6 separate regions of the Mus musculus genome follow, and all the other regions are linked to region 1. Evidence: chromatin contacts called from public HiChIP or PLAC-seq, Micro-C, capture Hi-C and promoter capture Hi-C data. All regions are on one chromosome and are shown on one strand. Each heading gives the region's core, a stretch centred on a gene start, on an enhancer-like site or on the middle of the called end of the contact. The rest is flanking DNA. Distances are from core to core; before and after follow the strand shown.

Region 1 (4,156 bases), core at 854-3,353:
AAACTGTTAATAATTGAGCCTAGCCAAATGGCTGCCTTGCAATGATGGGCAACTCAGGCCTAGTCTGGGGCCATGGGGTGAGGGGTCTGTTTGGGTGTTTTCTGGAGCTTTGGGAGGAGCTGTTTTGGGGATATGAGCTCCTTAATAACTCAGCCTGGCAAGTTGGAGGTATGAGGGGACCACAAGGGTCACAGGGGAATAGTGTCTCTCCTTGCTTTTCAGAGGGCAAGCATGCCCCCAGAGGACCCATTGGCCTCTCTGTTGGTGGGGCATCCAATAGGGCGAGCAAGGACCAAACTATTTGCCCAGAGGAGGAAGAGGTGAGGAGTTGACCTGTCAGTTTGTCCCGTATTGTTTGGGACCAAGAGCGAGCCCCAAACCAGTTTGTCTTCCCCATCCTTAAAAACAAACCCCTAAAAGTAAGCCTCCTCTACTCTCAGCCAGCAGCAGTTTCCACTTGGGGTTTTATTTTAGCAAGGGTGCTTTTAGGAGTGGGAGGTGGTAAGAAACTCTCCACCAAGGGTAGAGTTCTCCGCCCCTGCGCAGTCCTCCCCCTCCCTCCCCCGGGGTCCCTTTGGGTGTCTTCTCCTCCATTCTAGAGGGAGGCCCTGTCTTTAGCAAGTGATGCCTAGACTCTCGGAGAGGTGAACTGCCCGGCCTAAGTGATCGGAAGCCCCGCGGAGATCAGCGTGCAACCGCAGGAGGAGAAACGGCCGTCCTGTCGAGGATGCCCTAGAAGGGCGGGGGACCCCCGGAGGGAAGGCTCCCGGGGAGGGGCCGGCGCACCGGGGAGGGGGCTCCGTCACCGCATCCTGGGCTTCCCCCGCCCCTCCCGGCGCCTGCTGCCGACCCGACGCGGCTACTGCGTGAGATCTGCTAGGAACAATCCTCCGCCAAGCTGTTGCATCGCAAATAAAATCCTAATGAGCCCCCTCCCCCTTCCCCTTGGCCGGCAGGGACGGTCTGCGCGTGGCGCAGGCGGCTCTGCCGAGTGCTCTTCGGCCCCGTGCCCGCGCGGGCTCCGGGCCGCGCTGGCCATCGGCCCGGCCTCCTACAGTTCTATCGCAGGTCCCTCTCCCTTTTTCCAGCCCGAGCCTGGGGAAGAATGAAGGACTAGAGAGACTTGGTCCCTGAGTCTCAGTCCCTGCGCCACAAGGAGGAGTGGGGGGTAGCCTCAGTGTCCCCCTCCTGGACACCCAGCTTTTTGCTTTGCCAGCCCCTTCCTTCCTCTTCCCTCCACCCACTCTAGCCCTGCGGCCCCAGGCGCTCTGTCCCTTTACATTGTCCGCTTTATGGCCTCTCCCCTCCCCTCCCCCGGGCCTGGCCTGCAGCCTGGGGGGGATTTCCTCACTTTTTTTTTTTTTTATAACTTACTTTGATCCGGCCTCTCTTTGTCCTCGCTTCCTTCGCAAATTTTATTGTCCCCGTAGCCAGCTCTTTGATTAGACAGGACAGCCTCCCTGCCCGCCGAAGTTTCCAAACTGTACTCGGGCGTGCCCTGTTTGAGCAGCTCCCCCGGCGCGCCCAGCAGCGGCTCCGCCTTCACGGCCGCCTGGCCCTGCCCCGGGGCGGCCTCGGCGCGCGGCGCCGGCTCTAGCCAGGTGCGGAGGTACCTGCTTTCGGCCGCCGGCGCGCCCTGGGGCTGCAGGTAGGGGTGGTAGACAGACGGCAGGCTCCCCGAGGCGTGCGGGCTCAGCGGCGCCCAGGAGGCGCCGAACACCGGCGCTTTGGGCTGGAAGCTGCACGAGGGGAAGTCCAGGTGCTCGGCGTGGCCCGGCTGCCGCGGGTTCGCGTACTGGCCCGAAGGAAACTTGGCTGGAGGCGCGTCCTCGCTCTCGTGACTTATGATCGAGTCGACATAATAGCTGCTAAGCGTCCCAGAAATGGACATTCTCAGACATTATCCGCGCGCTCGCAGGGGGAAGGGAAGCGCTCGCGCCGCGGCGCCCAAGCAGGGAAAAGGTGGCACACGGACCCGGTGCAGAGGGCTTTCGGACGCGACCCCCCCCAGACCCCCACCCTCCCACCCCCACCCCCTGCTCAACTTCTCAGCCAACAAAGTACAGTGGAGCAGCCCGGCTCGGAGCTCCTTGCAAAATGATTGGTCAAAGTTTTGCGGACTGCCTGATAAAGCGTCAGCTCCGACATAAATCAATCGGGCGAGGGGGCTGCGCTCGCGCTGTCATCCGTCCTCACCGCATTCCATATCCAGGATGGATTGTTTTATGCTGATGCAATGTGCTATCACGTCAGGGCTCCGGCGGCCACGTAACCTCAGCCTGAGCTGCCGGGCCGCCCGGGCCCCTCCCGCTTTTACAGGAAGGGGGGTTCTCAACATGGGGCGATGGGGGCGGAGGAGAGGCGGAGGCAAGCAGCGGGCTGCCTCAGGAGGGACGCAGGCTGAGGAGCCCTCTCCCCAGGCAGATTGGGGGGGGGGGGAGGACCAGCATACAGGGAGGGAGAGCGCCCCAGCCTCAGAGCTGCGGGAGAGGCCCGACAGGGTAATTAAAGAGGAGGTAGTCTTGTCGCCCCCCCCCAACACCTCCACCTCCACCCCGCGGGCCCTCATTTCCTGTCCTCTGTCCCCTTGACAGAGATGTTTATTAAACAACAGCAGTACAGCGACCCACAGGAGATGAAGTAAAAGGATGAGAAAGAAGTTGGGGCTTTTATAGGACAGTTATCCTCTTTGGAGGGGGTTCAGGGCACAATTTGGGGAGATTTACGTGACTAGGCTCTTCCCTTGATCCTTTAGCAGCTGAGAGAGGCGAAAGGGGACTAGTGTCCAAAGAATCATTATCTGTCTTGAAATTATAGCCTGCCTAAGGCCAAAGAGACACACCAGGCCCTGGAACTAGAGTTTCGGGAGACTAACCAGTCTTGTTTAACTCCTTAAAATTTTTCTTGGGCCTTTGTGAAAGGCTGGGTCCATGGTCATTTCTTGTCCTTCATCCAGGAATCTCTGAGACCCTTAAAAATGTCCAGATGAGAGGGCTAATGTGGGAAATGATTAAAGGAGAAGGGGAAGAAGACTCCCCAAACGGCACAGTAAGGAACACCGGGTTACCTTCCTTTCCATCCAAAAAGGGAAAGAGGCCAGCTAAATTCTCAGCACTCTAGCGCTTTTCACCCGGAATTGCCGCTCTGGAAAAGGTCCAAATACTGACATAGGACGGTAGCAAGTACAGAGGAGTCCCCGGCATCAGTCCGTTTCCCCCACCCGCCGCCTTCTCGCCTACAATCCTCTCGTGGAGATTACAAATAGTGCATTTTATTAGCAGCTAATCTGCGGCCCTGCGCAGGGACTCCCCCGAGGCCACGGGCTGGTTTCCTGGCGGCTCTCCCAGCTCTTGCCTCTACAGCTTCTGCCTGGGTGCAGGCGCCTCCCCCGGTGTGGTGCTCTGGGAGGCCGGGCCCCTAGACAGGCTTGGTTTCCTCGGGTTAGGTTTAAAGACAGATTTCTTGGCTATTCTCTGAGTCTGGACCGTTATTAGGCAGACTGCTCCGGGGGCCATGACTCCCTCCTTAGCCTCCCCTTCTTTTAGAAAAAGTGGAACCGTTCTAACTTGGGGGTCAATATGTTTTTAGCCAGTACCCCTACTGCCCAGTGGAAGGCTGCGGATCACCTCCGAGAGCACACACACAGTCCCGCCCGCTTGTCTTTCTAAATGAAGCCATCTCGTGTCATTACGTGTGAAATACGAGGGCGAAGCGCCATATTTCTTCACATTATGGCGATTTCAAAATGATTTTTTAAAGATCAATGCGGGCGCCCAGCCGGCCCCTTCAATTCCACCCACGCTCTTGGAGAGCGACAGCCCAGCAGATCCGGAACCAAACAGCGTGAAGATCTATTTTTTTCCCTGTAGTATCCAAATGGGGAAACAAAAATCCGATGCAAATTCTTCTAAGTAGCGGTTGGACGCTTGGAAAAGTCAAGAGAGCTTCCCGGATCTGCCAGCAAGAAGCTGGGCCTGGAGCGAATGAATCATAGTTAGGGCAGAGCACCTGTTCCTGCTTTGCTAGTCCTATGAAATCTGCCATCAGTTTTACCTGTAATAAATATAGTCTTCAGGCCAAAAAAAAAAAAATCCCCTCCCCAGCCATAAATAACAGCGTTATGAAGCATGTCGAGGTGGGTATATGATTTTCTGTA
Region 2 (4,156 bases), core at 1,215-3,714, 880 kb before region 1:
AAGCACTCTGCTAGAAGCCAGAAAGGTGGACTCAGCTTCCATGGAATCTTCCTAGCTAAGTACTGACCCCCACCAGAGCCCCTTCCCTAGCCTATGCCTGGCCTGCAGAGTTTGCATCTCCCTCCCTCACAAGGCAAGGGCCCTCGAGCTTTGCTCTGGCGATCTCCCAGCAGAGTCAGGCTGGCTTTGCCTCTGTCCACGGTTCTTAATCCACCAGGGAACGAAAATGACTCATTAACATCTCCCCGGCACTTGCAGGGCACCTTGGCGTCTGATCTCTATTCTTTCCCCCTTGGGGTGGCCTGTCCGGAACGATCTCCTGTCTAAGTCAGAGGTGAAGTAACTTGCCCAAGGTCACACACAGTGGGAACGTGGCAAAAAGACTTATCTTCTGCCTGGCAGTTTGGCAGGTGCTCAAATCTTTGTGTAAAGGGCGAGGTATGGTGTTTCTTCATCTTTCTGGCCTCTGGGAGTGTCTTTAAAGGGCTTGGAAGGGATGTCCGTCTTCCCAAATGAACATTTTATCTCCTTAGTTCACGCTCACTTTCAAAGTTAGATTTAACTCTAATGTCTCTGTGTTCAAATAGATAGATTACTTCGATGCCCCTTCCTACGAGAGCAAAGAGTACATAGTCTAGTGATGTTTCTTCTCCGAAGACCAATAAAAAAATAAAAATATTTCCCCCAAATAAACAGCTCCACTTCTTTCCAAAATGTGCAACCCCAAGTCCTGCCCCGAGGCGCCCCAGCACACGGTCCGCAGACACTGCGCCGGTCGGCGGGGAGGGGAGGCCGCACGGCGGGGAGCTGGTGGGCGCCCGGCGCGCTGCCAGCCTCAGCCGGACCGCACCGCGGGGGCCGCCGCCCCTCGCCACGTGGTGGTGGCAACCGCGGGGTCCCGGGCGCCGGTCCAGCTGGAGAGACCCGGAGCAGCCGGGGAGGAGGAGGCGGAGGAGACGGCGGCGGCGGCGGCGGAGGAGGAGCGGGGCGGGCGAGCGGGAGGGAGGGGGCCGGGAGGGGAGGGGAGGGGGTGGGGAGAGACCCGGCGGCGGCGGCAGGGCGCGGAGCGGCGCGCGGTGCCAGGGGGTGGGGGCGCTGGGGCCCGTCAGGGGAGGGAGCCGGCGGAGGGGTGCGCTGCGACTGCGAGCAGGAGCCCGCGGCAGCCGTGAGTGCGGGCCGGGGCCCGGGCTGGGGGAGGGGGAGGGGCGCGGCGGGCCGGGGCGGCTTGGGGCGCGGGAGGCCGGGGCCCGGGCGCGGGTGGGCGGGCGCTGCGCCCGGGAGCAGAGTGGGGAAGGGTCCTGCGCCGCTGCCCGCAGCCTCCGGCCTGCGGGGCGGCTGCCGCTCAGTAGCCCGCCCGGAGCCCGGCCGCGGTGGGGGAGGGGGCTGCGCGGTCTCGGCCCCACAGAGGGGAGGGGCGACAGTTTCTGTCCGCCGAGCCCGAGGGGGTTTAAAGAGCCGCTCTTAAAGGGGCCGCCGGAGGGGCCAGGCGGGGACGGGCGCCCCCTCCCCAGTAGCCTGCGCGGGCGCTCGGCGCGCGGCCCCAGGATGCGGAGGAAGGCAGCTCGGGTCGCACGGCCGGGGTGTGTGGGGACACGGAGTCCTCGAGAGTGGGGGTGATGGCCGGAGATCGTGGGCAGGGATGGGGGTGGGGTGTGTAGTGAGCTCTGGTCGGCAGAGTAGGGGGAGGGGTGGCGTGGGCAAGAGAGGGTTAAAGGTGGGGCCAGCCCTTCAAACACGCGCACACGCTCCTTACTCAGACCTGTCACACGCGTCTGTCGCTCCGGCACTTAGCCGAGGCTGGGGGATGGGGGACCCGAGGCCTGCACTGTCGGAACTCGCGCCTTCGGACCGAGCCCCCTCGCCGGAGCGCACACACGCTCCAGCGCGCGCACACACCTCGGACATTCCCATAGTGCCTCACGTGACACTCGGCCCGAACGTGCCCACCCTACCCACACGCTCACGCACGCGTGCTCACACGCGCGCGCGCGCACACACACGTACACACACACACATACACAACCTCTGGTCACTCCCGAACTCCGCGCTGACCCCGGTCCTCCGCCCCGCAAAAGCACTCATTGACGGCGGCACACCTACACTCATTCACAGACACACACTCCCCCCCACATGGCAGCCACAGCCACACATTCATAAACAAGGGCCCGGAGATGTACACACGCACCCCCTCGCTGCCTACTCGTTTTGGGAGCCCTGAGTCATTCCTGCCCCCCTCCCAGGGCTCCCCATTTCCCTGAGTGCAGGCACAATAGGACAAGCTGGAGTCTCCCTTAATGGTCTCGGTTCTCCTAGGCCCCCTTGCCCAGTTTGCTGCCTCTGACACTCAGCCAAGGACTTCCTGTAGGTCTGCGCCTGGACGGTTGCCACAGCCCCGGCGCACTTGGGGAGGCACTTCCTTTTCCTGAACTCTGGGATCCTGCGGGAGGAAGTTGGGCGGGGGCCACAGAGGCCAGGCTGCCTAGCGGGACTAGCCTTCCTTAGGAGCAGGCGACAGAGGCCTGGGATGGGAATCTTGGCGGCTGTCGAGGTACTTGGGGAAAAGGGAGGTCTGGGGAGGAGACCAAGCCGAGTAGTCTAGGCAGGTTCTGGGCTGTGCCAATGCTGGGACAGCAGCCCTCCCTCCCATCTGTCCACAGGTCTCTCCTCCCTGCCCCTGATCCTTGGTCCTGTTTATCAGTTGTCCCCCACTCCACTCATGACGTCTATCTGGTTCCATTTCCTTCTATAAGCAGTCACAGCAGGGGATAGGGCAGAAACTTGAGAGAGAAGAGAGAGAGAGAGTTAGTTGTGAGATCTGTCTCTTGGCTGAAGCTCCCCAGCTACCACAGGTTCCTCAGACCAGCATGGAAGAGTTGGGAACAAAGAGCAGGTGGTCCTCTTTACTCTGTTCCTGCACTCTCAGGAGGCCCAGGGTGGGCTGAAGCCCTTACCATGGAGTCCATGTTTGAAGATGACATCAGCATCCTGACCCAAGAGGCCTTGGGGCCCAGTGAGGTGTGGCTGGATGGTCCTGGAGACCCGTCCCTGGGAGGGGACATGTGTTCTGCCTCCCACTTTGCCCTCATCACAGCCTACGGAGACATCAAGGAAAGGCTAGGAGGCCTGGAGAGGGAGAATGCCACCCTCCGCCGTCGCCTCAAAGTCTATGAGATCAAGGTCAGAACCTAGATGTGATGGCGAGCTGAGCTTGTAGTTGCCTGCAAGGGCAGGAGGGTCCCAAGAGGTGGCCAGCACTGGAGGCTGCCTGGTCCCTGAAGAAGTGGCTGCCTTGGGGATGAGGAGCTCTGCTCCTGCAGCCAATCTCAGGGGTGGAGGAGGAGCCCAGCTTTGGAGTGGTGGGTCCCATTGGAGGGGGCGGGGAGAGGCGCCTGTGAAGCTGGCAGTGGGGTTGGGGGACAGAGCGGTCCTGGGATGGGAAGCCAGGCTTCTCAGAGGACGACCCTCCCACAGTATCCGCTGATCACTGATTTTGGAGAGGAGCATGGCTTCCCTCTGTATGAACTCAAGGATGGCTCCCTGCTGGAGGTGGAGAAGGTCAGTCTGCAGCAACGACTCAACCAATTCCAACACGAGGTAAGCCCTTGCTTCGCTTCCCAGCCAACCCCACTCCCTTAGCCTCCTGCTTCCCTCACTTTGCCCTCAACCCCGCCCTGCCCCCGCCTTCCCTAAATCAGCTTCAGCGCTTCCTGTTTCTATTGGGAATAGGGTTGGGGAGGTTGGGAGCCCCCTCTGCTCCCTGTCAAGGCTGGTCCTGACCCTGGCACACCTCTCCGGGCCTACCCAGTTGCAGAAGAGTAAGGAGCAGGAGGAGCAGCTCGGGGAGATGATCCAGGCTTACGAGAAACTGTGCGTGGAGAAAAGCGACTTGGAGACAGAGCTGGGGGAGATGGTGAGGCCCAGAGAGCGGGTGTGTGTGTGTGTGTGTGTGTGTGAGGTATCTGACGTGATGTGATTCTCTACGTGCATTCCAACCCGATGAGTGTGTGCTGCCTGTGTGTCACACACACTCTGCTGCGTGCACACTCCCTGTATCCACTCGTCCCTGTCTGTGAATGCCTGCTTTGCCGTGTGAATGAGACAGTATCATCCGGGTCATGGGTGACTCTGTACCTTGGGCTAGGATGCTGTGTGTGTG
Region 3 (4,156 bases), core at 912-3,411, 730 kb before region 1:
GGGGAAAGCCAATGGGTGGTTTGATGTTAAAGGGAGTCCAGCTCTCCTCGGCCCCGCCTCCTCTATCTGCTCCCCAAATCCTCACTCAGTCCAGTCTGGGTGTCACCCTCTTCTGCCATTCCATTGTCAGCTCTGTCCCTTTCATCTTCCACTTCTGCCCCAGGGTCTAAAAGAGGATGCTGGGACAGGTGCAGGGGTGTTTGCAAAGGATCCACATGTCCCCACCTCATGTAATGACATCCCTGCTTGTCTCTCCCCCACCCAGGAAAAGGATAGGGGCACGGCTTTCCTCCCCTGCACTGAGGGAGGTAGCTTTGAGCTAGACTTCCTGATAACCTGGGTGTGGAAAAGTCCAAGGAGGAATTGAAGTCAAAATCCCAGGGTGCTATAGACCAGCCAGCCTGGAAGCCAAGGGAGTGGGGACACCCTCAGGGGTCCTCAGCTTGCTTCCACTGCAAAGGAACCCTAATTCCCATGCAGGGATGGGCTGCAGGCACCTGCTCCAGATATCAAATATTTAAAATATCTGCTTTTCTTTTTCTCCTATCTGTCACCTCAGAACTCACAGCTATTCCAGACATGGACACCCTGTGTCACCTCAGGAAGGGTCATCCCTTTCAGGGTCTGAACTCCCCGGCCCCCTCTGTACTAAGTTTATCTTCACTGACTGAATGGAACCTTCCACAGTTTCCTGACAAATTCTAACTCCCTGAATCTATCATCTGTAACACATTGAACAGAGGGGTCACTCCTTGGGTGAGCATCCTCCTACGGGAGTCCACAGCCCTCTTCAGTACTCAAGCAAGCACCAAGTGAGTCTGGTCCATGGCTCGGTGCTCATAAATACTTTGTGGATGAGTGAACGGTTTCTGCACTCGGAAAGTGCTTGCAGACATTGGTCCTACATCTGTCTTACTGATGGTTTATGGTTGTTCTGGTCCCAGAAGAGACGGACAGCTCCCCACTTCCATGCCCCAGCCCTATTGTGATTTGCAACTGTCTCTTCATCATTTAAGGGTGCTGGCTAAGGCTGGTGAGATGGCTTAGTGGATAAGAGTACTGACTGCTCTTCCGAAGGTCCTGAGTTCAAATCCCAGCAACCACATGGTGGCTTACAACCATTTGTACAACTACAGTGTACTCATATACAATCAATCAATCAATAAAAGAGTGCTGGCTAGATGGGTCATGGAGGTGCACACCTTTATTCCCAACATTTAGGAAGCAGGGGTAGGCAGAGTTCTGTGAGTTCTAGGTCAGCCAGGGCCACATAGTGAGACCCTCTAACAAACAAACAAACAAACAATGGTTTTGCTCAGCCTGGTACTTCTTGCTGTCGTCCCCCCCCCCCATTCAATGTCATTGGTCCAGTCGCCAAGTAGACTCAATATTTAATCAAACATTCCAAGAACAGGAGTTGTTCTGTCGATCTATTTCTTGAGAAGTAGCACGTCTGCATCTCTCTGCTCTGTGCCTAAATTTGTAATTCCCCCCTTTGCCTCCTTGCTTGACCTTTTCTTTGTTGGGGGAGTTTTTTTTTGTTTTGTTTTGTTTTGTTTTGTTTTCCGCAGCCCCTCAGCTTTTTTATTTTCCTGGAGGCACGAGTGTGTTCACGGGCACTCTTTCTCCTTTTTGCCTCTCTTTCCTTTATACCAAACAAGTGGCTGGGATAAAGGGAAAGGGAAAGGGGCGCGGGGGGGGGGGCGGTGGCAGGAGTTTGGCTAGGGTGTGTTCTTTTAGGTATCAGGGTCGTAAGGAGCTCCAGCCTTAACTGGGGACAGGCCCCGACAGGTGCAGCTGTCCAGATGTTGCGCAAAGCGAGGCGCGTGCCCTGGACCCAGTTTCTCAGTCAGCCCCAGTGAAGGCCCAAGAGGGACTGTTGCATTCAGATTAGAAATACCCTGTCCTGCCCTGCTTTTCCCCAGACGTGTGTGTGTGTGTGTGTGTGTGTGTGTGTGTGTGTTGGTTGTATGGAGAAGGGGGATGGGGGGAGAGAAGCAGAAACGTTCTCTGCCGGGAAAGGACAGCTTGGACCGGGAGGGAGTTGCCTGCGTCTGGGCCGCGGGGGAGCAGCAGGCCGGCCAGGCGGGGGTGAGTAAGGCCCAGCGGACGCAGGAGGCTCAGTGGCGGCGGCGGCGGCGATGGGGAGGAGGGTAATTACGCAGGGAGGCTCTCGCCACAGCACGTCCCCACAAATGAGAGGCCCCGGGCCCCAGACACCACACAACAAAGCAGGAGGCAATTATTTGGCTCCAGTGGGAGGGGACAGCTCTTCGCCGGCCCACTGCAGCCGAACACCCCGGCCTTGCAGAGGGCGCGGCGAGTTGGGGTTCAGGGTCCACTCTCACCCGCCCTGGAGGGCAGCGGCCAGGGCAAGGCCCCGCGGGGCTCCTGCTGAGTTGCTCTTCCCGGGGGTCTCCGTAGGGAAAGGCAGAGAGGCAAGAGGCCTCGGAGTGCTGAGCACCGGGCTAGCCTGAGCCAGTCCCCGAGTCTTCCACCAAGCCTAAGGGGGACCTCCTGGGAGCCACGCTGGGAAGTGAGGAAGGCTGCGGACCAGGCCTTAGGAAGGATCTAAGGAAATTTGGTTGGTATTGGGGAAGCCAGTGGCCAATTGATGAACCCACTTTCCCCAGCTATGGCCACACAAGGGGCAGCCAAGAGGCTCTCGAGCAGGTGGGGAAACCACAGCCAAGGGAGCAGGAGCCAGGGAGATTCCAGAGAACACGTGGCCTGGAATTCACACAATTGACATGTAAATCACATGCAAATCTACCTTCTCTTTTTCTCTCACCCTTAATTCTCAAATCAAGCTCTTTTGGGAGAAAATCCCTTTCCTCCCTGGTCCCTGCTTGCCTCCCCGTTGTCCATCAATCCATCCATCCCTACCTACCTACCAAAACCCTGCAAACCCTGTCAGCGTCATGCCCCCCAGAGAAGGACTTCCCCTCTTTAGATGAAAGCCCAAAGTACAGATGGGGAAAAAGAGGCCTGAAGAGATTAAGGTACTTTCCCCTGCTCTAACAGCCCACTCTGAGGATGACAGGCTTCTGGAACCTTCTGACAACAGCCCTAGGTTAGGCTATCAAAGCATATGCCAGCTGGAGAGGGTAGAGCACCCAGGAGTCTTGAAGTCTGGTTTCTGGCTTCCGCTTTGTGGTTAGCTGCTAGGTGATCTTGAGCGAGCATTGTCTTTCTTCTCTGAGCCCATTTCTCTGAATGCCAAGTGGTCATCTCTGAAGGGGGTGGGGGGCGGTTCCTATGTGGGATCCTCTCCTGTATCACCCCCCTCCAGCATTGCTGCTGGGAGGCCCCTGGAGCCTATGGCCCCACATTACCCTCTGCACTACAGAGGGTGAACCCCCTCACCTCCCTAGTCCTGTCTTTATCTTCAGAACCGTGTTCAAGGAGGGTATGGTGACTCAACCTGTAATTGAAGCTCTCTGGAGACTGAGGCAGGAGAATCACTGCATATTTTTTTGGCCAGCCGGACTTACAGATGGCTCGGTGGATAAGAACACCGGCTGCTCTTCCAGTAGACCAGGGGCTGAGCCTCAGTGCGCATGTGATAGCTCATGACTGACTGCGACTCCAGTTCTAGGGGACCCAACAACTTTTTCTGGCATATTTGGGGACCAGAAACACACGTGGTGCACAAAACATACACGGAAGCAAAACACTCACAATGCAGAAATAAAAATCTTTTGTTTGTTTCTGTGTTCCGACCGACTGTCTCCTGGAAGCCTCCTCTGGCTACCCCTCTGGATTCTGGTCATTCCTGTGTATCAAGTCCCCTCTGTGTAAAAGGCTCCCTAGTTTTCAGTGCTTGCCTTGGAACACCTAACTTACTGGCGACATTACACGGCCCCCCTGTGACCCAGCTGGAGGCAGACCTGTCTTTCCCATTCGACTCTGACCCTCTCAAAGATGCAGGTTATGCCTTCTGCAAATACTAGAGGCCTCAGAGAGCAAAGAGTTCCCACCAGGGTAGGACTGTGTCTCTATCGCCAGGTCAGGGCTTTTCTTCCAGGTTGAGGACTCTCTTCTCCCACGGCTCTAAGCAAGTTCCACAGGAGCCATTCCGCAGGCAAAGCATCCAACGACGTGCCTTTCTGCTCTCCCAGGTCCATCCCTGACCCAGACAGTTTCTTCAGCTTTC
Region 4 (4,156 bases), core at 1,221-3,720, 680 kb after region 1:
GGGTTGTTTGATTCCCCCAAAGGGCCATGATGCCCAGGCTGAGAACTGCTGACCGAGACTGTTATCTTGAGAGTTGCTTTGTCCATTGCTGAATTCCCAGTACCTAGAAGTGTGTGTGGGCCATAGCAGGGGCTCCTAAATTCACACTGAGTGACCAAGAGAAGGCTGGGTCTCCGGTGTGATGAACACTGCGTTCCTCTATTTGATCTTATTACCTTCCTTTAAAGCCCCATCCTGTAAATAAGAAAACAAAGGCCAAGAGAGATGGTTGAAGCCTTCCCAAGGTAAGAAGGAAGAGGCAACAGGGCAGGGGGCAAGCATTCGCACTCAGGCCTGACTTCCCACAATGCAACACTCCTCCTTCCGCACCCTATGCAGCCACACTCCCTGCCAGCACTCAGCAGTACATCTCGGGCTTGTGCTTCAGCTTAATCATAGAAATACTGCTAAGAATAGTAACAATTGCTGTTTGTAATTGTTGGAGTAAGGCTTAAATGATCAAGACCATGGAAATTATTAATAACCCAGGCCCAGCCATGGTGGTGTGGGTCGTATTAAATTGTGTTGAGATGGATAACCTTGGCAATAATAGTAACTGGGATCATAAATTAATAACGGGAGTATTTAAATTAATGCCACACTGTCGGTAGCCTGGTAGTAAGCAGCTCAATGCTTCTGGAAGTGCTAATGCTCCCCCTTCCTGCCTCCCATGAATTCAGCAGAGAGTAAGGCAGGTCTGTAAAAGCGTTGGGGGAGGGGACATCTTAGAAGTAATCTCTGTCCAGGCGGAAGGACTCCCCAGGGACTTCTGAGGTCCTGCTTTCTGCCTAGACTCTTACATCCAGCCATGGTGGCTCATGAACATGAATTCTCAAAGCCACAGTGATGTCTACCCGTCCTTCCTGGGGACTGTCTGCTGGCCTTTATTGGCTACATAGGATAGGTTTTTTTTTTTTTCCTGCAATTAAGTTTAAGTGACCTAGGAAATCACCTACTCATGAGCAGGCCTGCTTTATAAATGCTCTTGGTCTGTCCCTTGTTTCTATTATTTTGGGACTGTATTTTTTTGAAGAGGAACTGGAGTCCAGACATAGCTAACATCTGGTGCTGGGATAGACTGTCCCCACACAGTTCTGTACCAGGGCCTTCGATGTCTGGGAACCAGAGAAGGGCGGGGCGGTGTTTCTTCTGAAAGACTGACTGCACATTCCTTGGCATACAGGTGGTTTGATGTGCCACGCTTCTAGAGCATGGCCAGTGTGATCCTCAGAAGGCCTACACAGCTCACGGATGAGTCTGTGGATGTTGAATCCATTCAACAGCTCTCCCCTTGAATCCCCTCCATGACTGAACACTTGGGTGGTCAGAGAAGACACTACTGTCCCTGCCCGTAGGAAACTCACAAACTCATGTAATCATGTTTGTGTGTTGTCTGTATACTCTGTGTGTGTGTGTGTGTGTGTGTGTGTGTGTGTGTGTGTGTGTGTGTGCATTTGAGGGCAAAATACAGATGTGGGCTTGTGTGACTACCACTGTGCAGTGCACACATGTGAGTGTGTAGGAGTGTATATGTGAATGTCAGCCTGTGTGCATTGATGTATGTCTGGTCTGTGTTAGGAGCCCTTGTAGGATGAGCAGGTCTATATGAATGCCTGAGGGACGGTATAGGCAGATGTCAGTACGTCAACACACACACGTACAGGTGCACTTGAGAGTGTGTTTGTGTATTCCTGGGGTTTATGTGCACACCTGTGACTCATTCAAGCTCATGAAAGGCTGGAGATAGAGTTCTGTGATACAATGCTTGCTTAGCATGTGTGTGTGTGTGGTCCTAGGTTCTATCATGTGTGTGTGTGTGTGTGTGTGTGTGTGTGTGTGGTCCTAGGTTCTATCATGTGTGTGTGTGTGTATGTGTGTGTGTGTGTAGGAGAGGGGGAGACAGGGACAGAGAGACAGAGACAGAGACAGAGAAACAGTGTCAGACAGATATCCCAAATTATGATATTGGGATAGATTTCACCTTGAAGGCCCCAAGGAACATATCCCTCCACAAGTTGGAACAGAGAGAGAATGGAATAAGGTGTGTATCCAACCATAAAAGGAGGGCAGCCTCATTTTCGGAATAAGGGCTAGGTAGGCAATTAGGCTAAAGATGTTTAAGAGAGTTAACCCCGAGGCAGGCTTCATCAGTAGGAGAGCAATGGCCCCCGTTGGATCCGAAGCATCTTATGCTCAGCATAACCGGAGGTGCCCTGGGTACGTGGGGCAGCCCACTGAGAAGCCACAGCGGGGCACACGGGTGCGGCTCCTCTCACGCCTCACTTGACTGCTCTGGACTCCCCACCCTAGGCAGCCGGGCGGGCGCGGTTCCGGAGGGGTTGGGGGGGGGGGGGAGTTGGGCGGGCTGGGCGGGGAGGAGGCGGGGCTGCTGCATTGCCTTCACCCAGCTGCTCCCGCCCGCTAGCAGCCAGAGCGAGTGGAGCCTCCGCCAGCTCCGGCGGGCAGCGGGCGCTGGAGCGCAGCGCAGCGCAGCTCAGCTCAGCGCGCAGCACCATCGGTCCGCAGAGCGGACTGAGCTAGAAGCTGAGCGCTGTCGCCGGAGGCGAGCAATGAGGAGGGCAGGTGCTGCCTGCAGCGCCATGGACCGGCTGCGCCTGCTGCTGCTGCTGCTGCTGCTTCTAGGGGTAAGTGATTAGTAGGAGGGACCTCCGTTAACCTTTTCAAAGAGCTGAACCCCAAGGGGATGTGGGTGCCACCACCCAGGGAACAGAATAAGACGTTAAGGTCCCAGATGCTGGCAACGGGTGGCGGAGGAGCTGCGGGATCATGACCCACAGGGGCGCTCCTAGCTTCTAGGACTTTCAGAGCGCAGAGGCGACCCAGTCCCAGGATAGAGATGCAGACAGGACTGTTGCAACGACACCCGTTCTTGGTTCTGCTTGCTGCTGCTGGTTCTTGAGCACTACGACGGGTGCGGTGTAGGAGACTGGGAGCAGTCTCGAGTGGGGTGGAGGGAGGTTTGGGAATCTCGGGCGCCTGGGTTCTTTTGACGACAGCGTGTGAATTTTGGGATCCCGAGGGGAGTTTTCTCTTTAGCATCTTAGTCCCTGGGGAGTTGTAGGGCAGAGAGAAGGAAGGGAAAGAGATCGGCACTAAAGATGTGAGGGGCTAGAGACGGAACAATGCGGGAGGCAGCTGGAGGGACTGGAGGCAGAGGGGACCCAGTATGGACAATGGGGACCGGCCAGACAATGGGGGGGAGGGGCATCGAAAGGAGCGATTCGGGAGTGGCAGAGAGGTTGAAGAGAGAGAAGTGGGCTTTATGGAGGGCAGAAAAGAGACAACCACAAAAGAGATAGAGAAATGGAAAGAAGGTGCATACCCTAAAGTGCTCGGGGCCCCGCCTGTCTGTCTACTCAAGGACGATGCGATGAGGACAGCCCAGTCACAGACGTTTCCCGCGTGGGTTCTAGCGCTCTTTCTAGCGGCCTCGCCCAGTCCGGGAATTGCGTCTGGGCATCCCAGGCAGGGAAGAGAGCGCTCACTTCACTATGGCAAATCCGCTTCTAGGGTAGTTCCTTGACAAACCTTTCACGTGGTTTGAAGCAACTCAGTGGACCCGGAGAGACAGAGCCGGGGCATCCCCCTACCCTATTAAACGCCGGCCAGCTCTCGAGATGCGGAGCGCTGGGACTCTCAAGGCTGTGATGGTTCCGGCAGCGCACAGCTAGGGGATGCAAAACCCCAGGCGACCCGCAGGGGGCACTGCGGGCGAGGGATTGCTGTTGGGAGCTGCGTGCGCGCCTTGGGCTGCGCACTGAGTCCCTTCTAAGTTAAGCCGCCACGGGCCCTGAGCCCTCCGTGCTCCTTCCGGTCCAGAACTTAATAGGATCATCATCCCGCCCACACCTGGCCAGGCTTTCGGTGAAAGTCAATGAACGCTTCTCAAATGAGACAGGGGCCACTTGGATGCCTGGGATTCTTGTCGGATTGCTGTTCGGAGACACCAACTCCGGCTAAGGTCATTAGGTCCTCCTTCTATGAACCTGAGTACTCTGGGTATTTCTGACCAGATCTTAAGGAAGGTTGGCAATGAAAGTGACGTCCTCTCCTCACTCTTCCCTCCACCCTTTCCACATCCGAGCACTGTACACCC
Region 5 (4,156 bases), core at 964-3,463, 650 kb before region 1:
CTGTTTCTGAGACTGGATTTACCTATTCTGGATAGCCTCAAAATCACTATGTGGTCCAGGATGACCTTGAACATCTGAGCCTCCTGCCTCCACCTCCCACCTGCTGGGATTACTGATCTATGCCACCTCATATATGTGTGCTAGGGATGGAACCCAGGGCTTCAGGCACACAGGCTCTGCACTCTACCCACTGAGCTCCATCCTTGCCCTGCGCTCTGCATCTTTAGTGTGTTTATTTATTTAAGCCCCTAAATAGAAGCACCCTGAGATAGGCTTGCTGTTATCGCTACCTCGAGAGAACTGTGGCTATTGGAGAAGTGTGGAAACTGTCCAAATCTCACAGGGCCAGAATCTTGGTCTTCCCACTACAGCAGCACACCAGGCAGTTCAGTCCAGGGTCCACTAAGCCCTGAGTATTGTGTTGCGTTGGGGAGTGATTGAAGAAGGAACACGGTATCTAGAAATGCCGTCCCTAGGTCTGCAGGGTCACTGGGATTATGTCTTTCTCTCATCCTTTCAATCTTTCCACTTCTTGTTCAAATCTGAAGCCCGCCCTTGAACGGAGCTGCCACGACAACTCAGTTTGTGACTTTCCAAGCTGTCTTTCTTTTCAGGCTAATGACTGTCTGCAGTCTAAATACAGACTTGAGTACCTTCTGCACACTGTCCGCTTGACAGTCCCCAGCATTGCCAACTCCACAAGTTCAAAGCCCCTCCTCTCCAACACATGCTCCACAACTGGTGTCATTATCTCAGGTGGTGGCACTCCCACTCAACACTTCAGTGTCATCTTTGTGTGTGTGTGTGTGTGTGTGTGTGTGTGTGCTTTGTTTTTGGAGACAGGGTTTCTCTGTGTAGGTCTGGCTTTGCTGGAACTCACTTTGTAGACCAGGCTGAATTTGAACCCAGAAATCTGCCTGCCTCTGTCTCCCAAGCGCTGGGATTGAAGGCGTGTGCCGCCACTGCCCAGCTTGAGTGTCATGTTTGAGTCCTCCCTCCTCACCCATTTGGCCAATCTATTGCCAACGCCTGTCTGTTTTCCTCCTAAATTCTGCTTATCTCCTCCCTACAGCTTCTGACCTAGGTGAGGCCCAACCTCTCCCTTACAGCCTCCTAGTTGCTCTGGACACAGCCTTATTGCCCATTAGCCCATCCTCCTAACCAATATGTGTTATGTCCTTCCTTGTACCAAACCCTTCAGTGGTTCCTCTCTGTCTGCAGTGTGAAGTCCAAGTTCCTTAATGAGGGACTCTTTGTTACGATCCTTATATTTTTACAGCCTCCTCCCGGGTCACTGCCTTAAACCTTTTACTGTATAGAGGTGGGTCTGAGGTCAGCTATAGGTGGGAGACCTGTGTAGTGTCCTCTTGAGATCCCTCGTGAAACAAGGGACCTTGCACTTCACTTTGTCTTGGACCACGTATATTTTGCCGGTCTCCCCTGCTTGTCTTTCCCTGAACCACTCTTGCAGCTGTAGTTTTAAAGTTTGTGCAGTCTCTTCCATCAGAAACAGCCTTTCCACTCCACCAGGAACACCCGCCATCATCCTTCCTTCTGCAACTTTTTTTTTTTTTTTTTTTTTTTTTTTTGGCTTTTCGAGACAGGGTTTCTCTGTATAGCCCTGGCTGTCCTGGAACTCACTTTGTAGATCAGGCTGGCCTCGAACTCAGAAATCCGCCTGCCTCTGCCTCCCTGCTGGGATTAAAGGCGTGTGCCACCACGCAACTTTTTGTTTACTATTCAATGAGTGTTGCTTCCTCTCCCTTCCCTGTCCCAGTCGTCCAACAAGAATCGGGTGCTCAAAAATCGTATTTATCATAAATGGGAGGACAAAATGTGACGAGAGCCTCAAGAGACCTGTGACCTTCTATATGTGGTAAAGGGAGAAAATGGTGGGAAGAAAGTATTTTTTTTAACTACTTTCGAAACGCCATCGGGAAGGTGCTAGGACCTGTTCCGCGCATGTGTTCGTTCTCTAGCTGGGGGCTCCGCGCCAGGCTGATGAAAAAGCAGCCTAAAACGGCTCTTGGGTGCCCCCTACCGCCATCGTGCAAGTGTAACATCCCTTCCTGGAGATCACCCGGCCGGAGCCCGCCTCTCGCCTTCCATTGGCTGTCAGCTATTCTCCCGCCCCTCCGGTACTCAACCAATCAGAACATCGTGATGGGCGGGGCTTTCAGCAGAGGGGCGGAGCGTGGTCTTGGATTGGCTCCGCTGAAGACGGCGACGTGGCTGAAGGAGGCCGGTTTGTTTCGGAACTGAGGCTCAAGCACAGCCGCTCAGGATTGGTGCTAGGCTGGGCCGGGGTCTTTGGCCGGAAGCGGAAGTGGAGAAAGGATGCAGGTGTGGGGACCAGGGCTGGAGAAACTGGGTCTTCTCTGGGATTCCTGTCCTGCCTCCTCAAGTCCTCCCGTCCTCTGTCGGGTGCTCTGCCCCTGCAGGGTGGCGGTTGGACTCGTGGAATGAGCGCGCGCGAGGCGCATCGCCTTCCCGCGTTCACGCCCTCCCTCCCGGTCGTATTTCCCACCAGGACCATCAGCACGTGCCCATCGACATCCAGACCAGCAAGCTGCTCGGTAGGAGAGGGCGCCCCCGCGCGGTCGGCTCTCGGGGGAGGTCTGCTAGTTGCCCCCTGTCACCAACCAGCAGCCAGGAGCTGTGAAAGTCCCAGCTGAGGTGCTTTACTCCAGCGAACTGTTTGCTCTGCAAGGAAGGAAGCATGGAAAGTCTGTACTGGCTCCGTGTTTTCTACTTTTAACGTTTCTCACGTAGTATCAAATCGTATTCAGGCACACAGGACAAATGGATAGTGTTAAAGATGGACAGTTAAGCAAATGGCTGATCCATTTGAAACCTAAGTCTGTTTGGTTCTGTCTTCATGCATTTTGCATTATTTGGGGTGGGTAATCCTCTCCCATCTATTTAAAAAGTTTCTCTCCTTGGATTTAGGGAGAAGAGGGCCCTAAGACTCACATACAGACCTTTTATGCCAACCATGGTGGTTCACACTGGTAACCATAATACTTGGGAGGCCGAGGCAGGAGGATTGGTGGCAGTTCTCAGACAGCCTGGCTTGCATAGCAAGTACCAGCCTAGTACTCCCCGCCCCCCACCCCCACCCCCCCAAAAAACCTTTAGTCTTAGCACTCAGAAGGCAGAGGCAGGCCTTGGCCACATAGCAAGCACCAGGGCAGCCAGGACTACATGGAGAGACACTATTTCAAAAGAAAATGACAGAGAGACAAGAAGACCTTTTAGTGACCAGGCAGTCTCTGCATCTGGCTTACATCCCTCATTCTGTCACTTCTGGGGGTGTGTACAGCCCCTGGCCCTTGTGTTCACCAGATACGCCAGTCCACTGGTAACACGTCCTTAAGAGGGTGTTTGCCGACCTCAGCCCCTGGAGGAATTCTGGTGTCTGCTGTTTTCCTTTCTGACAACTTGAGAAGAACTCAGAGTCAGAATTTCTGATACTGTTGTTGCTTGAGAGAAATTAAGCGGTTGAAAGATTTGTTTTAAAGGAGAGGGAGTATTCAGTCCTTTGATGGACACTGGTGAGTCCTCCCAAGTGCCTGCCAGGCACGGGCCACCATGTATTCATAGTGTATGGGCACCCGCTGCATCTACCTGGGTGTGCCAGTTTGTCCTCGAGTCCTGAGAAGAACCAGTAGGACACCGCTCACCATGGAGCATTTGTTCCATCCCCGCTGCTATTTTATACTTGTCTTTGTTAAGATGAAATCACTAAGGTTTTGTGAGCCACTGCGAGGCACAAGGCTCGGTGCATAGGGCCTCATCTGATGTGTGGGGAAACTGAGGTACAGAGAGATGGAAAGGAACTGAGAGCCAGCAGGATGGCTCAGTAGGTAAATGTTCTTACCGGCAAGTCTGATGACCTGAGGTCAGCATCAGGACCCCTGTGATGGAAGGAGAGGCTTAGATCTCAAAAGTTGTCGTCTGACCTCCACTTGTGAGCTGTGGCACATGTGCATACATACATTTATGTGCATACAGAGTAAATAAAGTTAAAAACAGACGAGCGGGGCTGGTGAGATGGCTCAGTGGGTAAGAGCACCCGACTGCTCTTCCAAAGGTCCGGAGTTCAAATCCCAGCAACCACATGGTGGCTCACAACCATCTGTAACAAGATCTGACT
Region 6 (4,156 bases), core at 544-3,043, 560 kb before region 1:
ATGTAAGCAGGTTTATTGGGAAACTGCTTCCAGGCAGGTGAGTTCACTGGTCCGGAGCCACAAGGTCAGGGGGAGGGAGACAGAGGGGAGGGGAGAAGAGAAAGAGAAACAAGTGCAGAGGGAGAGAAAAGAGAAGGGAGGGGCCAAGAGAACTAAATGTCTGGATTGTACAGGGAAGAGCCTGTGGGGAGTCTGTGTAGAGGGTGAGTATGCCAGGTAAGGACTGAGGAATGCTGGGAGGACCTGGAGGCCAGGTCTACTTTGTAAAGTAAAATAACCCCTCTGAAACCCAACACTTGTAGCCCTGGCTGATCTTGAACTCTTCGTACATGAGAATGCCCTTGAGTTCACAAAGATTCCAAGAGTGCCAGGATTAAAGGCATGGGACACTATGCCTGTTGTTTTGAAGACCCAACAATTAATACACAAATGTCTAGTTTTCATAAATTTTGTATTCTAGTAATTTATTGGGACACACTAAAAAACGATGAAGTAAAAACAGTCTTTGAAAGTGTTAACTAGCTCAAAATAATTTGTTTCCATTTAAAAAGGTATGTGGTAGCTTAATAATTTTTGTAAGAATCAGTTGAATTCTTGGTGCATATTATATCTGTGAAACGTACTTTACATTCTGAGAACCCCTCCATATTGGTGCTAACTCTCCTAGCACAGCGTGAAGTGAACTTATCTGCTGCATTATCAGTTGGCCTTGTCCTTAATTGCACAAGGACAGCGAATAATGAACTGTCAACTAGATTATGGCCTCTTAAAAGGAGACAAGAACTCAGTTGGCATCTCACCTCTGTCCCACAGCTACACAGTACAAACTTCAATACAATGATTTCCTACATGTGGTCTTCGGACCAGCTGTATCAGAATTACTTATAGGGAACGTTATCAGGCCCCTACCACAGGGTCACTGAACAAGAATCTCACAAAGGCTTTGTAATTTGGAATCTAATAAATGATGTTGAGAGCACACTTATATTTGAGTCACAAAAAATGTTTTGGTACTATAGTTGTATGGGGAACTCTGGCAACGATGGAACGTTCCTGAAAAGCAAAAACTAAGCTGTGTGCGAGGTTAGAGGAAGGGGAGGGGCTCTTCCCGGTGTTTCTTTGATGGCAAAAACGAGTTACTATGTCCTATCTATCACACTACCAACATTTCTCTAAGGCCCTCGTCTGCCCCGCAGTTTCCACGACCTGACTGTTGCCTGGGCTACAAGATGCCACCCTTCCTGCCTGACGAACAGGTTACACCAGGCTCTAAGGCAGACAGGGGGTACCGGTTTCCGTTGCCAGGACTCAAGATGGCGACACGAACGTCGCGACCATCAGAGCCACATGCTCCGTACTCCGCCTCGGCCCCCCCCTCGGATCTCACTGGACTTTTACAAGTCACCGTGGGGACCCTCAAGGACGGAATCTCGGGCTCCGGCGTCAATGCTCCATTATCTGCCTTAAAGGACCGCATTCCTAGGCACACAATGAGCTAGAATCACCTAACTTACAACACCGCCCACCTCCAACCCGCAGCGGAGAGGTTCAGAATGCCGGACACTAGGGCCTTCGCCTCACTCATTGGTGGGTCCATACCGGGGGGCGGGCCTGCACACTCATTGGACTTCTCTCCACGTCAGTCTCGGGAGGACTGTGCCGAGTGGGCAGACACAAACTCGACTATTGGGTTTTCTTTGCTGTCAATCAAAGTGACATCCGGTGACGACTCTAGTCCCGGCTATCTGATTGGACCAACTGTTTCTGGGGTGGCCGTGGCGGGCGGGTTTCCGAGTGCAGTGGAAGGAGGGGGCGGGGAGGGAAGCCGAGGCTGGGCGCTCCAGGCCGGCCGGAGGTGGCGGCGACGGCGGCGGTGGCGAGGCCGGGACTTGGGCTGAGGGCCTGCTGTGGCGGCAGCGACAGACTGTGACCTCAGCAGCGGGTACCTGCTCTAATTCCCTTCCCCAACGAGATAGCCGCGGTGCAACAGGGCCGAAAGCTTGTGGGATAAGGGGCGGCGAGATGTGGTTGAGGAGCAGGAGGCGGGACCCGGGAGGCCGAGAGGGGTCTTGATCGGGCTCGGGCCCTGGACACGGCCGGAAAGAAACGCGGGGCCGACCAGAAAGCGTGTTCCTGGGTGGGCTGGACTGAGAAGGGCCGAGGGCATGGGAGGGCGTGGTGAGGCTGGGCTCGCGAGCGGGGTGGGGCCTGGGGAACGGAGGGCGGGGTGAGGCTCGCTTTTAAGGGTGGGTCAAGGCCAGCAAAGTAGCACTTGTCGCTCCGTGTCCCAGAAAGCTTGGAGGCGCGTCGGCGAGAGTGGGCATGGCAGCTTGGTCTCATCCAGACTCGGGTACGGCAGGGTGGGACCGGACTGGGGCCGGAGCGCTCTCTCTTTGGCCTTGTGGGCTTTGAAGAACTTTGTCTGCTCTCTCAAACTTTAAGTGGCTCTTGGGAAGTTTTAGTAGTAAATTGCGCGAGGACGGGCGGGTTTCAAAAGCAGGGATGTTTACTCAACCGAATGAGGGTATTCGTGGGTGTGTGTGTCTCCTACGTGTCGCTCCCACTTCACCTTTAGAGCGAAGTTGATAGTGGGCCACAGTAGAGGAGTTTAGGAATTTAATGGAAGCTCAAAAGTAGAAATCAGAAATGGGAAGGCAAATTTACCTTCTCCCCACTTGGCAAGTGAGATCGAGAACTTGGCCATATCCTTCTGCTTTGGCTCAGAAGGTCATGTGAATAAAGCTAAAACCTGTGAATTCAAATTCCAGGTGGAGCACGGCTCCACAATCTTCCACTGTCCTCCTGTACCCTACCCTGTTCTTTTATTTTGCCATACTGGGGATTGGACCTAGGGCCTCTAACCAGGCACCCGTGATCTGTATCCTTGTCCTGGACATTCTTTTATTTTACTATTGAAACCAGGCTGGTCTTAAACCCCTGATCTTAACGTTTCAACGTTCTGAGTGGCCTGTGCTATTAGGCTGGTCTTTTATTTAAAAAAATAAATTAATTAATTAACGAATGAAAGAATGATAGGAAAGGGGAAATGAGATTTCAAAAGTTGGAATAACAAAAAGGCATATGAAATGGAGGCCTGAACATTTTCATGTATTTTTTCACAGTCTCTCAGTAATAATCTCTGTCTTCTCTTTAGAGTTGGAAAGGACAATGACATGGGAAACCAAATTTTTTTAAGGATAGGAAATGGACTTCTTGTGCTAAAATTAGAAACTGGGTAATGTGTTCTATTAAGAGTGTTGGTAAATGAGACAAAGTGTAAGAAAGTTTTGAATGCCTTGCACGCACAGTCTGCTTCAAATAAGACCTTTTAGGAAGTGTGGCAGATTTAATATTTAGTATTTAGGGTGCTTCTTTCCTTCCTTTTCCTTTCATAGTTGGCACAGCAGGTTTGGCTTGGCTTTTCCGTGTAAAAGTAACCTTTACACGTGTTTCCTACTCTCTGCCCGAGCTTCTTACCCTGACCATGAAGTGAAGAGTGTGGAATCTTATCTTGTTGTTCTGTGATTCCCATTTCAGGGTTCTCTGGAAACCCCCCTGGTAAGTGCAGAGGAGGCGGGACACTCTGACCCAAGACAAAGACCTGTAGCTCCAGCCAAAGAAAATAAACCTTAGGAAGGAGAAGGGGGGGAAAAAAAAAAGGAGGAAAGAAAGACTCCATCAGCTGTTGGTGTGAGCAGCCTGCAGTGGATCTCCATAGAGGACAACTAATGTGAATCCGAAAGTGACTGTGTATGGGCTGTGGTGAAGTAAGTTGAGGGCCCTGAGCGCCTGGACTGTGTTAGGAACGATCGAACGGCTCAACTTTGCGAGGTGAGGTGTCAAAAAGGGAAAAGTGAATGTGGCTTTCGCTCCACGGGGTGTGCTGTCGTCTGGGGCCGTCAGGGAGCTCAGCCCTTGTGTTGTGCCAGGGTGGGGTCCAGGGTCTGGCACTGAGGAGGGTAGCCTGCTGGCTGAAGTGGCAGAGCAGTGGCCTTGATTTGTCTTGTGGAAGATTTAAAAACAAAAAAGCATAAATATTCTGGTCCTTCAGCAATGCTTTCTCTGAAGAAATATTTAACGGAAGGACTTCTCCAGTTCACCATCCTGCTGAGTCTGATTGGGGTTCGGGTGGACGTGGATACTTACCTGACCTCAC

What was found. Promoter capture Hi-C pulls out the DNA fragments that hold promoters and counts their contacts. Hi-C and Micro-C count contacts between places; a contact is called where the count stands out from the background. HiChIP or PLAC-seq counts read pairs in DNA pulled down with a chosen protein or histone mark. Capture Hi-C pulls out chosen DNA fragments and counts their contacts.
Region 2: a promoter capture Hi-C map of embryonic stem cells shows a contact between it and region 1, with 2.5 times the contacts expected there. The contact joins the promoter of Tbkbp1 here to the promoter of Hoxb9 in region 1. A contact is called at or near these places in 3 of 39 promoter capture datasets (the 3T3-L1 cell line and embryonic stem cells), 1 of 484 Hi-C or Micro-C datasets (cortical neurons), 2 of 115 datasets of contacts at active chromatin or transcription factors (forebrain and stem cell-derived neural progenitor cells) and 1 of 9 other capture datasets (embryonic stem cells).
Region 3: a contact with region 1 is called in a promoter capture Hi-C map of embryonic stem cells, with 4 times the contacts expected there. The contact joins the enhancer-like site here to the promoter of Hoxb9 in region 1. A contact is called at or near these places in 8 of 39 promoter capture datasets (3T3-L1-derived adipocytes, the C10 cell line, cranial neural crest and 2 more) and 2 of 115 datasets of contacts at active chromatin or transcription factors (embryonic forebrain and neural tube).
Region 4: a contact with region 1 is called in a Micro-C map of embryonic stem cells, with 1.8 times the contacts expected there. The contact joins the promoter of Ngfr here to the promoter of Hoxb9 in region 1. A contact is called at or near these places in 1 of 39 promoter capture datasets (liver) and 1 of 484 Hi-C or Micro-C datasets (embryonic stem cells).
Region 5: a contact with region 1 is called in a capture Hi-C map of embryonic stem cells, with 5 times the contacts expected there. The contact joins the promoter of Cdk5rap3 here to the promoter of Hoxb9 in region 1. A contact is called at or near these places in 1 of 39 promoter capture datasets (embryonic stem cells), 19 of 484 Hi-C or Micro-C datasets (CD4 T cells, CD4 single positive thymocytes, Th1 cells and 13 more), 17 of 115 datasets of contacts at active chromatin or transcription factors (astrocytes, bone marrow-derived macrophages, craniofacial prominence and 14 more) and 4 of 9 other capture datasets (adipose tissue, embryonic stem cells, liver and 1 more).
Region 6: an H3K4me3 HiChIP or PLAC-seq map of neural tube shows a contact between it and region 1, with 3 times the contacts expected there. The contact joins the promoter of Nfe2l1 here to the promoter of Hoxb9 in region 1. A contact is called at or near these places in 11 of 39 promoter capture datasets (the 3T3-L1 cell line, the SN4741 cell line, cranial neural crest and 6 more), 1 of 484 Hi-C or Micro-C datasets (Sertoli cells), 18 of 115 datasets of contacts at active chromatin or transcription factors (astrocytes, craniofacial prominence, embryonic basal ganglia and 12 more) and 3 of 9 other capture datasets (adipose tissue, embryonic stem cells and macrophages).

What each region holds. Positions count from the first base shown.
Region 1 is chr11:96,269,277-96,273,432 of GRCm38.p6, reverse strand. Hoxb9 (homeobox B9) reads right to left here and starts at 2,103. Exons shown (of 2, transcript NM_008270.2): 1 at 1,375-2,103. The coding sequence starts at 1,891.
Region 2 is chr11:97,148,383-97,152,538 of GRCm38.p6, reverse strand. It overlaps Tbkbp1 (TBK1 binding protein 1), which reads left to right and starts at 2,464. Exons shown (of 10, transcript NM_001372531.1): 1 at 2,464-2,548; 2 at 2,924-3,177; 3 at 3,472-3,594; 4 at 3,806-3,910. The coding sequence starts at 2,953.
Region 3 is chr11:96,995,531-96,999,686 of GRCm38.p6, reverse strand. No RefSeq gene overlaps it. Among named protein-coding and RNA genes, the nearest start is that of Gm51916, 9.1 kb to the right of the region's middle. Within about 2 kb of position 2,161, at least 139 of the 459 cell types and tissues checked have an H3K27ac peak or open chromatin away from gene starts, as enhancers often do. A contact at or near this core is called in embryonic forebrain, embryonic stem cells and stem cell-derived epiblast-like cells, where this site is marked.
Region 4 is chr11:95,586,012-95,590,167 of GRCm38.p6, reverse strand. Ngfr (nerve growth factor receptor (TNFR superfamily, member 16)) reads left to right here and starts at 2,470. Exons shown (of 6, transcript NM_033217.3): 1 at 2,470-2,684. The coding sequence starts at 2,610.
Region 5 is chr11:96,914,571-96,918,726 of GRCm38.p6, reverse strand. Cdk5rap3 (CDK5 regulatory subunit associated protein 3) reads left to right here and starts at 2,213. Exons shown (of 14, transcript NM_030248.2): 1 at 2,213-2,343; 2 at 2,531-2,576. The coding sequence starts at 2,338.
Region 6 is chr11:96,827,605-96,831,760 of GRCm38.p6, reverse strand. Nfe2l1 (nuclear factor, erythroid derived 2,-like 1) reads left to right here and starts at 1,793. Exons shown (of 5, transcript NM_008686.3): 1 at 1,793-1,942; 2 at 3,538-4,156. The coding sequence starts at 4,054.